2 separate regions of the Mus musculus genome follow, and region 1 is linked to region 2. Evidence: chromatin contacts called from public Hi-C data. All regions are on one chromosome and are shown on one strand. The core of a region is the stretch at or near the end of the contact, and the rest is flanking DNA. Distances in the headings are between cores, read along the strand shown. Region 1 has its middle 110 kb from the start of Gm24390. Region 2 has its middle 48 kb from the start of Gm23217.

Region 1 (5,846 bases), core at 2,684-5,183, 180 kb after region 2:
CTATACCAGTACCATGCAGTTTTTATCACAATTGCTCTGTAGTACATACAGCTTTAGGTCAGGCATGGTGATTCCACCAGAGGTTCTTTTATCCTTGAGAAGAGTTTTTGCTATTCTAGGTTTTTTGTTATTCCAGATGAATCTGCTGTAAAGTCCGGTCATGTGGTGCTGTTTCTCAGCCACATTTCATGAACTCTCTCATCATGGCACTGCCTCTCTTTCCCATTCCTTGTAAGGACACTGCACTTGGCCTCCTAAAATACCCAACTCCAACTATACTCACCTTGGGGTCAGATCTTCAGCAAATGAATTCTGGTAGATATACTATTTAATCCACAGCAGCGAACTCTATTTGGTTCCAAAATTCCTCATTCTTGCCATCTGATCTATGTAGACAAACTCAGAGAACATTTCTAGATGAAAAACTGACACAGTGTCTGGGCTTGCATTTTTAGGTTGACCTCAGATTGCCCCCTATGTCCCTTTGCACAATGGAAGCTGTAGCACAATAAAACTAGACACAAGCTCTAAAATGAATGGCATAACAATGGATTTTATGTCCTACCATTGATGCCTCTGAGGAAGCAAATGAACACATCCGGCTTCAAAGGGTCAGACTCATTGAAGCAGAAAATTGAACGATGGTTTCCAGGGTCTAGGGAGAGAGGGCCATGATGAGCGAGTTGTTCAAATGGGTATGGAATTATAGTTATGTAAGGTAAACGAATTCTGGAGAGCTGCTGTTTAACAAAGAGCCTGTGTCTATCAACACTGTGTTATGTGTGTGAGAGGATGGGGCCTAAGTGTACTTATCACAAAACACAAGAAGCAAACAGCCCACAAAGGGACCAAAAGGAACTTTTAGAAACAGTAGGTGTACTTAACCATTCTCATTGTGGTAATAGGATCCCATATTCACATGACTGTGTGCCTTCAAGACTCATAGCCTCTCTGTATCTCAATGGTGCCTCAGTAAAGTGGGTTTTTGAAAAGCAAGCTCTAGAACACAAGCATGCTGTGAAAGTCCATCTTCAGAGCCCAGTGCTCTATTCTGCTAAGGCAGTCAAACAGAGTTCCACATCCTGAGTAGATTAATTAACAGACATTTATTTTCTGATCATCCAGAGACTGTGAGCCTGACACCCTAGTGCCAAGGAGTGGTGACTTGCCTAGGGGTGGTGGCTTTGGTGTCTACTCTCTTAGCCCGAGATGGGTATGTTCTCCCCCTGCCCCTGTATTTACATGGCTTTCCTTCCACACTTGTCTCTACCTAAATTTCCTCTTTCTATAATAAGGACACCGGATTGAACTGGGGCTCATGCCTGCAGCCTCATTTGAGCTTAGCTATCTCTGTAAAGTGCTGTCTCTAAGGACAGTTACATTCTAAAGTGCTAGGACTTCGGACCTCAACGTCTAGAGTTTGAGCATCTCAGTTCAGCCCATAAGAGGCATCAAGATCGCATGTGTGAAGTACCCGTGGGTGAGCACCACTGTTTATGAAATATGAGGTGTGGTCACAAAGACAAAAAGCCATGTTAAAGATCACAAAAGTGGTGGACCGTTTGCTCAGATGAATGCGATAATGCACTTTTCTTTAAAACTCTATGTTGGGTCCTTTCAGCAAAATCTTGCTAGTGTATGCAATGGTGTCAGCGTTTGGAAGCTGATTATGGGATGGATCCCTGCATATGGCAATCACTAGATGGTCCATCCTTTCATCACAGCTCCAAATTTTGTCTCTGTAACTCCTTCCATGGGTGTTTTGTTCCCATTTCTAAGAAATATGTCTCTTGTGAGACTATGCCGGGGCCTAGCAAACACAGAAATGGATGATCACAGTCAGCTATTGGATGGGTCACACGGCCCCCAATGGAGGAGCTAGAAAAAGTACCCAAGGAGCTAAAGGGAACTGCAACCCTATAGGTGGAACAACAATATGAACTAACCAGTACCCCGGAGCTCTTGTCTCTAGCTGCATATGTATCAAAAGATGGCCTAGTCGGCCATCACTGCAAAGAGAGGCCCATTGGACTTGCAAACTTCATATGCCCCAGTACAGGGGAACCCCAGGGCCAAAAAGGGGGAGTGGGTGGGTAGGGGGTTGGGGGTGGGTGGGTATGGGGGACTTTTGGGATAGCATTGAAAATGTAAACGAGGAAAATACCTAATAAAAAATAAATTAAAAAAAAACTCTGTGTTGGTTTCATTCTTGACAATTTTTTTAATCCCATAAGAAAATAGATTCATTCGAACTGAAAAGAACAAAATGTTTTTAAAACAATAAGGGGAGGAATGTGGGACATGAGGTACCAGGCACTTCATTATGTTAATAAGGCAATACAGACACCAAGCTTGCCTGGTTTAGAGCCATGTCCAGATGGTTGCATTTGATATTACAGCCAAATAATGGCACTTGAGATCTCTTGAGGGTCCCTCCTTGTCCCTCTGTGGACATCATCTGGAGTAGGAAGCATCTGGCTGTCATCTATACAGGTCAACGTGAGAAACGAGACAGGAAAGACGACTGAGGAGCCAACTCTGTGAGTGACGCTCCCGAGCTGGAGCCCGTGCCGCTGTGTGAGCCTAGGCGCTCACTTTCTCCTCCCTTGGTTTTGGTTGCATGGACAGTAAAAGAAGAAACTTGGCTCAGCAGTAAGTTCATCAAGAGTGACTTCACAGAAGGCTCACAACACAGGATAGATGATTAACATCCCCCTCACTGATGAGGAAAAGTCTGGAAAGAAAGAGTGATCCATATTGGGATAAAGGAGACAAGGAAAAAGAATCAAGGTACTGTAAGACAGAATAGGGTGGGGCTAACTGGCCAGGGATGAGGTGTACACAACCAGGATCAAAGGTTTTGTTCCAGGTGGACAGACATGGGTTCAGTCAGGTCACTTCAGTTGCCATGTCAGGGGGTTTGGGGAAATCACTGCAGTCTCAACCCAGGTCTCACACGCTGTGCTCACACGCTGTGCTTTGTGGTCTCATTGTGGATATAAAATGGACTAGAGCAGCATTTGGCACAGAGCGGAAGCAGAGCCAGACAGCTGGAAAACTGGGAAGTGACCCTCTGTTTCCCACTGACTTCCTTTTCACACTGGAGATTGAGGCAGCTAACTAGGCCCCAAAGGTAGAAATCATCCAATGATGCAGAAAGAAGTTGGAAGGGTGCATCACGGAGAAAAAGGCCAAGAACTCAGCCAAAGTGCTTTAATCGTGTGTGTGTGTGTGTGTGTGTGTGTGTGTGTGTGAGAGAGAGAGAGACAGAGACAGAGACAGAGAGAGACACAGAGAGAGACAGAGAGACAGAAAGACAGAAACAGACAGAGAGACAGAGGGGGGTGGGTTTTGTACGTACATGGGCAGGTGTGTACACATGAATGTGGAGTCCAGAGGTCAACAATGGGTCTTCCTCGATCATTCTTCACTCTAATTCCTGAAATAATGTCTCTCCCTGAACCTAGAGCTCACATCTTCAGCTACCCCTCAAACTCAAGGGACCCTCCTGACTTCTACCTCCTCAACTCCAGGATTACAAGTGCACACCACAGAGCTATGTTTTTTCCATGGATGCTGGAAACCCGAACCCATGTCTTCATGTGCACACAGCAAGCATTTCACTGATGGAGCCATCTCCCTAGCCTCACAAACCAACTTTTATGCCTAAGGTATTTTCCATCTTGGCTATTAAAGGCGACATTGGAAGCAGTGTACAGAGCATGACAGTGGAGGGCTACTTCTGCCGCTTCTCATTTTCTTTTCTTGATGCAACTCTTGTAATTAAACACGAATTCTGAATAATGCAAACCTATAATTCATGCAAATTGATCCCTAATGAGATGGAAACAAGCCAGGATTTAATTTGTTGAACTTGTGGGGGATAGGATAATGAGTTGCAAAGAACAGATGCAAAAAATCCATCCGCTTTCATCTAAAATGAGCCAAACATTGCATGTCTGTGCTCACACTCCCATAAGCTTTTAATGCCTTCAATGCGATATTAAATTATTTTGCTAAGGAGACGATTGTGAATCAAGGATCCTCTGATATACCTGCATGCCAACATCACCAGCTTCCCAGATCTCCATGCTCCCCATAATCCTCACAACTTCACCCCTAAGAATTGTGAGCTCAAAAAAAATGAAGAAAATACCAAATAAATAAATAAATAAATAAATAAAAGAATTGTGAGCTTTGCAGAAAGACTTGATCCTTTACTAGTAGGTAGCCAATGAATTCCCTAAATTGAACCTTGACCAAAACCTCGAGGTTTTGTGGAAATGGAAATTGGGTCTAAAAATGAGGAAGACAGTCAAGCCCTGCCCGGCCCCACCCACCCCTGTCAGCAGAAATGAAAGACAGAGAGACTCATCTGGGGGCGGAAGAGCCATGTAAGCATGAACACATATGCCTTGTTTAGCACATAATGGCTGGAATGAGATCTCTCTCTCTCTCTCTCTCTCTCTCTCTCTCTCTCTCTCTCTCTCCCTCTCTCTCTCTCCCCCTCCCTCCCTCCCTCCCTCCCTCTCTCCCTCCCTCCTTCTCAGGTTGATCCATCTCCTGAGTACACAAGAAGAGCTCAAACACAGAACACCTCAACTGATCATCTCCAATTACAGTGCCCCCAGAGATCCACTCCTGTCCCTGTAAGAGTTGAAAATGTTTCTCTGCTAGAACTAAATTAGGACCCAGTGTGCCTTTGTGCAGGCTATGCTGGTTAATGCCCTAAATAGTCTCCCTAGAGGTTGTGATGAGCACTTAACAGAGGTATATGTCTTCCCCCACAAGGCAATTCTGTGGTATAACTCAGCTCATACTGCTACTGGAAGCTCTGTTACTATGGTGAAGCCATGCAAGATAAATTAGCAGTGAGAAAAGCCCAAAGAGCAGCCGAGGAACAGGGATTGTTCCCAGGAAAGCCACTGGGCATGCACCTGATTCCCACCATGGTGAACTGGGAAACTTCCTCTCACACAAAGACATATTAGAGACTTGATGTCCAAGGTATTCAATGATGATGTTACTCCAGACTCTACCTACTACATGCCAAATAACACATAACAGAAGAAATCCAGGCACTCAGATGAACCATTACCATTTGGATAGGTCATTCATATACGCTTTCTTTCCCATTCTTCGAATGGTGGAAACAGTCCTCAAAGTGCAACATCCATCTCCCACCCTACTCCCCCACACCCCCAGGAAGCTGTTGTAAGACTGGGAGACCCTAGGCCAAGCTTTTCCTTCATCGGACATTATAAGCATTATGAAGTGTTCAAGCAGCTATCATACAATGAAGGATACAGAAACTTAAGCTTGTCAGCACAACTTAGCCTGACTAAAAACAGAAGCAAAGGCATTCTCTCTAATTGAGGACAAACCACCATGAGTTACAGCATACAGCAGAGCATGGTGGACACAGCACACATTCCTGGGGCCCAGAAGAGAGGGCACTGTGAGCAGAGGTGAAGAGTAAAGTCTCCTCTAATACAGAGGGAGGTGAGTGGAAAGAACACCAGGAACAAATTAAATGGCTTTGGCAGTGGACATGAAAGGTAACTAGGATGGGATATAACACCCACACAGTTATCCAGCCCATACCAATTCCCTGGCTGCTGTGAACATGTATCCCAAATGGTGTACCTCTTGTGGTTCTGGAGGTTGGAAACCTGAAATGCAACCTTTCATTTATTTATTTTTTAATTTATTTGTTTATGTGTGTGTGCGCGCAGAGCACTTTTGGAAGTCGAAGGACAACTTCAGGACCAAGTTCTTGGTTCTTCCTTATTGGGTCCAGAAATGGAACTCAGGTTGTTGGGCTTGGTGGCAAGCATCTTTACCCA
Region 2 (6,263 bases), core at 637-3,136:
TAGGGTAGAGATGCTGGAGGGAAAAAAACAACAACCCTGGTTTGTTGGTAAAACCAGCACCCACCCTCAAATATGGGTGGAGAATTTGTTGCTTTTTTTTTCTTTTAAATCTCTGTTCTCCAGTTCCATGTTTGCCTCTCATCTTCCCAGGGAGCCACAGAGAACTCCTATTCTAAAATTCAAATTTTGTGGGACATCTTGTAGCCTCTTGCATGAAAGCAACTACCATGATGGGAGTGATATTAAGCAGCTGGCTCTATGAACTTTCCCAATTTTTTTTTCTAAACCTTTAGCCTACATAATCCTCATGGGGCGCTTTTTGGGTGGGTGCTGTTGGGACGCTGTTCAAAAGGGTTAGTTGGGCCAACAGCAAGATGGATACAGCAAGTCTATGTACTTAGCAGGCACAACCCCCCCTAATACCCTGGATACTTCATCTCCAGTGACTGCTAAAACTTCCCTAACTATTAATCTTCAGGAGCTCTGTCACCAGTTCAGGCCTGAGCACAAACAACTGCCCCTCAAAATAGGCCTTCTGAAGCTATGCCTCACCTTGATTTCATATTGCACAGCCGGGAATAAGCTTGAGCCTTTGCATTTTAATACAGAGAAAGATAAACCTTAAACTGTGTAGAGATCTTTATAAAAGAAATCTTCATTTTTGTGTCAGCATAAGACAGGACAGTCCTAATTCAATGTCATCTTTATAAATTGGTACTGTCGGTGATGTGCGCATCCTCTTTAGGTATGAGTGCCTGCCACTTTGCACTCTGCCCATGGGTTTGTCTTACAATTGCCTGTCTCCACCATCATGCCTCCTATTCTAATTTTAAATAGCTGCTTAATTGTCCATCTGGCTGGTAGGTCTACTAACCACTACCCTACTTTCATCTCTTGTGTTCTTTGAAAACTCCTTAATAATTTCTGCCTGTGGTTTTATTACTTCTAGATGCTTGTGTGCATTATTTGCTTAAAATAACTTGGCATTGTACAGTACCATCAGACTGTCGCCCTCAGTATCCTTTCCTAGCTATCCTTTTGAGGTAAACGGGACCTCAACAGTTTCCTGTTTTCCCCTGAGGACTCTGCTTATGTGATTCAGTCCTTGATGTGCCCTGTGGATTGGGTGTGGTTATTGGAACTATTAACTCCGTGGCTCTCCACAGAGCAAGCCTGGAATAGTAATGAGAACGCTGCATGACTAGTTTAGAGGAATACAAAATAGCTCAAACGAGAAAAAATGTTTAATGTTCTCTCCACAAAGAAATGATAACTGCTAGAGGCGGATATGCTAATTACCCTGATTTATTAGACTCTGCCCACATGTATAAAACATCACACAATACCCCATAATATGCACAATTACTGTGCATCAACTCAAAGGTCTTAAAATTTTAAACGTTCAATGTCAGTGCAGCAACTGAAATCATTATTTTCTTGCTTTGCTGTTTCCCCGCTCTGGGTCTTTTGAGCTAGGGAATAAAGCAGAGATGGTAGAGATCTGTGAGCTTCCACTTTTAGCAGCTAGCTAACACCTATGAAAAGAACAATAACCACAATCTTTTTTTTCAGTTCTAGGAAATTCATGTAGCAGAGAACGGTTGCTTAAAATGCAGATGTATCAGACAATTCTAGAGGTACTTCAGCCATTCACCTACTTTAACAGGGAACTGAGAAAAGGCAAGGAACTGCAGCTAATCGCCCAAGTCAGCAACACTGCTCTATCCTGCTCTGTGTTTTCTGTGCCCTTGCTCTTTTCTCCCAGAGCTCCCCTACTAAGAAGCAAAATAGCCCAGAGAGCCTTAGAAAGCTGGCCTGCATCCCCTCTATGCAGGAGCCGCCAATGCACAGGCTCTCGGCCACCAGAGGGCACTGTGTGGCCAGAAAGAGATGGCTGCTTGGTTCTGCAGCTGCCTCCAAGCCCGGCTCTGAAAAAGCCTCTTCGGATTCATGGAAACAGAACTTGGTGGAAACAGCGCAATTTAGAAAAACAAAACCAGCCCACGTCTCTTCCCACTCACAGGTTTTATAGTCCATCAGAACCCGCCCTCCGCTGTGCTCTTCAGCAGAGTGACTCAGCCACCCATCAAACAGATGACCCCAGCGTCCACCTGAGATTTTTTTTATAACCAAGCTTTAAACATCCTTCTGAGGTTGAACAGTGAAATCACTAGAGCAACGTCAGCCAGAGCCACCATGACAGTGGGCTTGCTGCGTGCTCTGCCTTGGGCTTTCCATCTTTTCTACATTCACACTGGTGCCAATCATACTTCTGTCTTGTGGCCTTCCAAATAAGGAAGCTTTGAACCTGAATGAGAAGCCAGCACTGTTGTCAAGACTGATCTTGCTGCAGAACCTAGACACCTGCTGCTTGCTGAGTCTACAGTCAGTCCATGGAAATTACAAGTCTGGCTGATATACTCATGATATGCTTCAGATATTCACCTCCTGTATCCTGCAAGTCTCTGAATATGCAAGTCTCACACCAGGGTCAGGCTGGAATTACTGAGGATAGAAAGTAACTCTAACTGGTGTCCAATGAGAAAAAGGAAATTGGTCAAAACTCATAGGCTGACTGAAAATGTCATGCTTAAAATAATAATAATAATAATAATAATAATAATAAAGCGTGAAAAGGCAGACCCTTCTCACCAGCTCGATCTAGACCTACGATCTCTTCTCTACTGGTTCCCCAGCTTAGATTGCAGGGGACTTTGGAGAAGTGTGATCTTGTCTGCATCAAAATGTTGAGTCAGATTTCCCCTGGGATTCCTGTGACTGTGAATGCTAAACACAGAGGGGCTAGCTTCTTGGGGACCCTGAGCACATATTTCTGGAGAGAAAATGAAGACCCTAGCAGGAGACTCTATACTGCACTTTGTCTCTGGAGTGAGCTGGAAGACCGAATCCTCACCCTGCTGTCTCACCTTGAGATTGGACTTGTTGCTCCCTTTCTCTAAATCTTAGGTTCATTTTCACTTGGAAAGCAATAACGCGACTCAGTGGGCTTTCTGGCTCACTCTTACTTTAACAGCAATCACCTGCTTTGCTGTGTAGGCTGTGCTGAGGCACATCCACAAATCTCTACTCTCTCTTTTTATAATATTTTTATAGATTATTGAGAATTTCTCATCATGCATCCCATCATATCCATATCCCAGTCTGTTGCCCCTCTACCCCTGTGACACCCTCCACCCCCAAGAAAGAAGGAAAAAAGAAATCCAATTTATATTGTCAGATACTCACGGGGCCTGATCAAACTCCCAGTGGCCAGAGTCTTAAAGAAAACCATTTCCTTCCCCACACACCCCATACCAGAGTCATTAATTGTGAAGAGCCTCACTTTAGCATCTTAATCACAAAAAGTTCTTTTTGATTGCTTTCTGTTTAGGCTGTTACCTTTGAGAGTGTATGGAGTTGTCATATAGGCCTTCTTTTACCTGAGTCTACAGTCATCAGTACCATGGTAAAAGTAACTTCCTTGCCCTTTACCATAAATGGAAACACAGATCGAAGACTTGCACATGGTCTCCAGTATCAGCACATACCACGGACCTTAGCATAGTCTCCGGTGACAGTACAGACCACAGAAAGCAACACGGCTCTCTGCCAACTTTCTAATCTGCAATATCCTGGTCCTTGAAAGGCAGTCACATGAATGCCTTCAGAGCATTGGTGGAGGAATTAGAGATCATGCATCTTCATACCTTGTGTTGGTTTAACATAGGACAATAACATCCATAATTAGCAAAATACAGGTTGTTAACAGAAAACCAAAATCGTAACAATTCCTTTAGGTGTCAGATGTCATCCTGGTGAATTTCTCCAGTGCATAGCAACAGGGCTGGAGTGACGTCCAGCAAAGGAGCTCATTACAAGTCCCCTCTTGTGATGAGTCATCGCTGCCTGCCACCTCCCTGCCTGGGCTGAGGGTGGACAAGACCAATCAATGAGGCCATAGCGTGGCTGAGCTGGGGGTGGAGAGATCATTTGTTCATCTGGGTAAAGATGAAGCACAAAGTGCCCTCCCCTCCAAGTTGAGGAAATTGGAAATTTGGCAGAGGCCCAGAGTGAAGAGTGACTCACCCCAAATCATCAACTGAGAAGACTCCATAGAGCTTGGGTTTAAACCTGGCTTTGAAGAGATTACCAAAGTGCAAGGGAAAACAGCAGTGGGGCCTGGGCCGAAAAGTACCAGCAATTATGTACTGAAAACTTGAATAGGGTGTGCCTTGGTTGCAGGGGTGCAGAGGTAATACCATATTGGTGGGTGCCTGTGCTTTGCATGTGGTAACAAAGCAAAACTGAGATGACTGCAGAGTTGGTCCCAAGAGTAAAGAGAAGAGGAAGGGAACACACAAGGAGTAGAGGTACCCATGTGTATCTGAAGGAAAGTGTCTTCCCTACTACAGCCACTGAGGCAAGGAAAAAGCTGGGTAGGGAAATTGAAGGCCAGTATGCCCAGTGGGCTGCCCTCTTCCTCAGGAACACCAATAAATAGCACATACCCTGAGGCCAGGCCAACATTATCTCTCTACTTAACTTCCTGTGTCCTAAATCAAAACCTTACACCTATAGGGGGCCCTGTATGCAAGAGCAAGAGTCCCATTAGCCACATCCTCACAATACCAGTTCCTCTCTGGACACTAACGATGGAGATGGTCTGTGCTTTAACGCAGGGTGCAGTAGCTGATTAGTCTTCATTTTGAATGACCTGTACTGAAAAGTAAACTTCTTCTTTAAAAAAAACCATATATATATGGTTATATATATATATATATATATATGACCCAAGACCCAAGAGCAAGCAATCGTCTTGCTTCTATCCTGTCTGACTCGAAAAGTCTTTTTCAGGCACTGCTGTCTCAGATCTCACGGCAGCCCTTCCCACGTGGTGCGCGCATATGTGAGCATGAAAACACGATGTGTTTATGAAATAAATGGGAAACTCAAATGCCAACTATCACCATGAGCTAAATGTTAAAATCTTACATTTTCCTACAGTCTGCTCTCCCCTCCCTTTCTCTCCCTTTCTCTCCCTCTCTGGTATACATCTCTCTCACAGTCTCTTTCCCTCTCTTGGTGTCTTTCTCTCTGTCTTTTTCTGTCTCTCTGTCTCTCACTCTGTGTGTGTGTGTGTGTGTGTATGTGTATGTGTGTGTGTACGTGTCTGTCTGTCTGCCTGCCTGCCTGCCTGTCTCAGAGTATATGTGTGTGTGTGTGTGTGTGTGTGTGTGTGTGTGTGTGTCTGTCTAATAATTTAAAATCAGCGCATGATGGTTCATTATTTGTAGATGCAACTGGCTGTGTCTCTGACTCCCTCACTGAAGCTCATTTTCCTTGCTTCTGGGTTCTCTCACAAATCGCACCTTAACAAACACTTGCGAATGTCAATATTTCCTGTATAAAACTCACTCTTTTCTGGAGTTAGGACTTGAACTTCCATGGATTTCTTCCATGCAGGTATTGCTGCAGTTTCTGACAGGACTGGTCATGGGAGACCATGGTATGAACAACCCAGCAGCCACCTGCTTCTCCCTGAAATGTAATAAGGAGACATTTAGTGCACATACCCTCTTCCATGTGATTAGCTAATGTGAGCATCCCCTACAAAGCAGCCATCCCTAGAGGCTTTTGAAATCATCTTTTCAAGCTGCCAGCTCCTGATGCTGGTGAATTAATCAGTGCAAACACTCCCTGATGATACTCGCTGCCCATCTTTCTGGTGAGCTGGCTGTGCCAAAGAGGCAATGGCCTGCAGACTTGACCTCACGTACTAGTGGAAAGCAGACTCCGATCCTTCTAATGGTGTGAAAGAGGAACAGTATTCCTGGTAAGCCCCTTTCCCTTCTAAAGCATCACACTTGGTCACAGATACAGGCAGCACTTAAAATAAGTTATATATGCCTCAAGGGGACATACAACTGTTGACTTTCAGGCTTAGTAGAAAAGATGTAGTTTGAATCACCATTTGGATTCCCCAAGGGTCTCTTCCATGTCCCTTCCAACCTCTTCTGATGCATAGCCCTCCGTACACATCTCTCCCAACACTTGTCCTCCTACTGTCCTCCTAGTTGGCCTCCTGACTGGGCTATGGATGGCTCTGCCACTCCCACCTGAACCCACTACATGCTCACTACCAGAGCTAGGTGCTCAAAGAAAACTTCTCAGAAATCAATCCCCAACATTCCCTAGTCCCTCAGGTAACTGCTTCTTGTAGCAGTGATACAGGGCTCTAGTTTATCTTCACTCACGTTTCCCCT

The links. Hi-C and Micro-C count contacts between places; a contact is called where the count stands out from the background.
Region 1: a contact with region 2 is called in a Hi-C map of cortical neurons, with 2.5 times the contacts expected there. The contact joins two enhancer-like sites. A contact is called at or near these places in 7 of 484 Hi-C or Micro-C datasets (Sertoli cells, cortical neurons, embryonic stem cells and 2 more) and 1 of 115 datasets of contacts at active chromatin or transcription factors (large pre-B cells).

What each region holds. Positions count from the first base shown.
Region 1 is chr15:72,378,893-72,384,738 of GRCm38.p6, forward strand. No RefSeq gene overlaps it. Among named protein-coding and RNA genes, the nearest start is that of Gm24390, 110 kb to the right of the region's middle. Within about 2 kb of position 3,934, at least 9 of the 459 cell types and tissues checked have an H3K27ac peak or open chromatin away from gene starts, as enhancers often do. A contact at or near this core is called in cortical neurons, where this site is marked.
Region 2 is chr15:72,204,280-72,210,542 of GRCm38.p6, forward strand. No RefSeq gene overlaps it. Among named protein-coding and RNA genes, the nearest start is that of Gm23217, 48 kb to the right of the region's middle. Within about 2 kb of position 1,887, at least 21 of the 459 cell types and tissues checked have an H3K27ac peak or open chromatin away from gene starts, as enhancers often do. A contact at or near this core is called in cortical neurons, where this site is marked.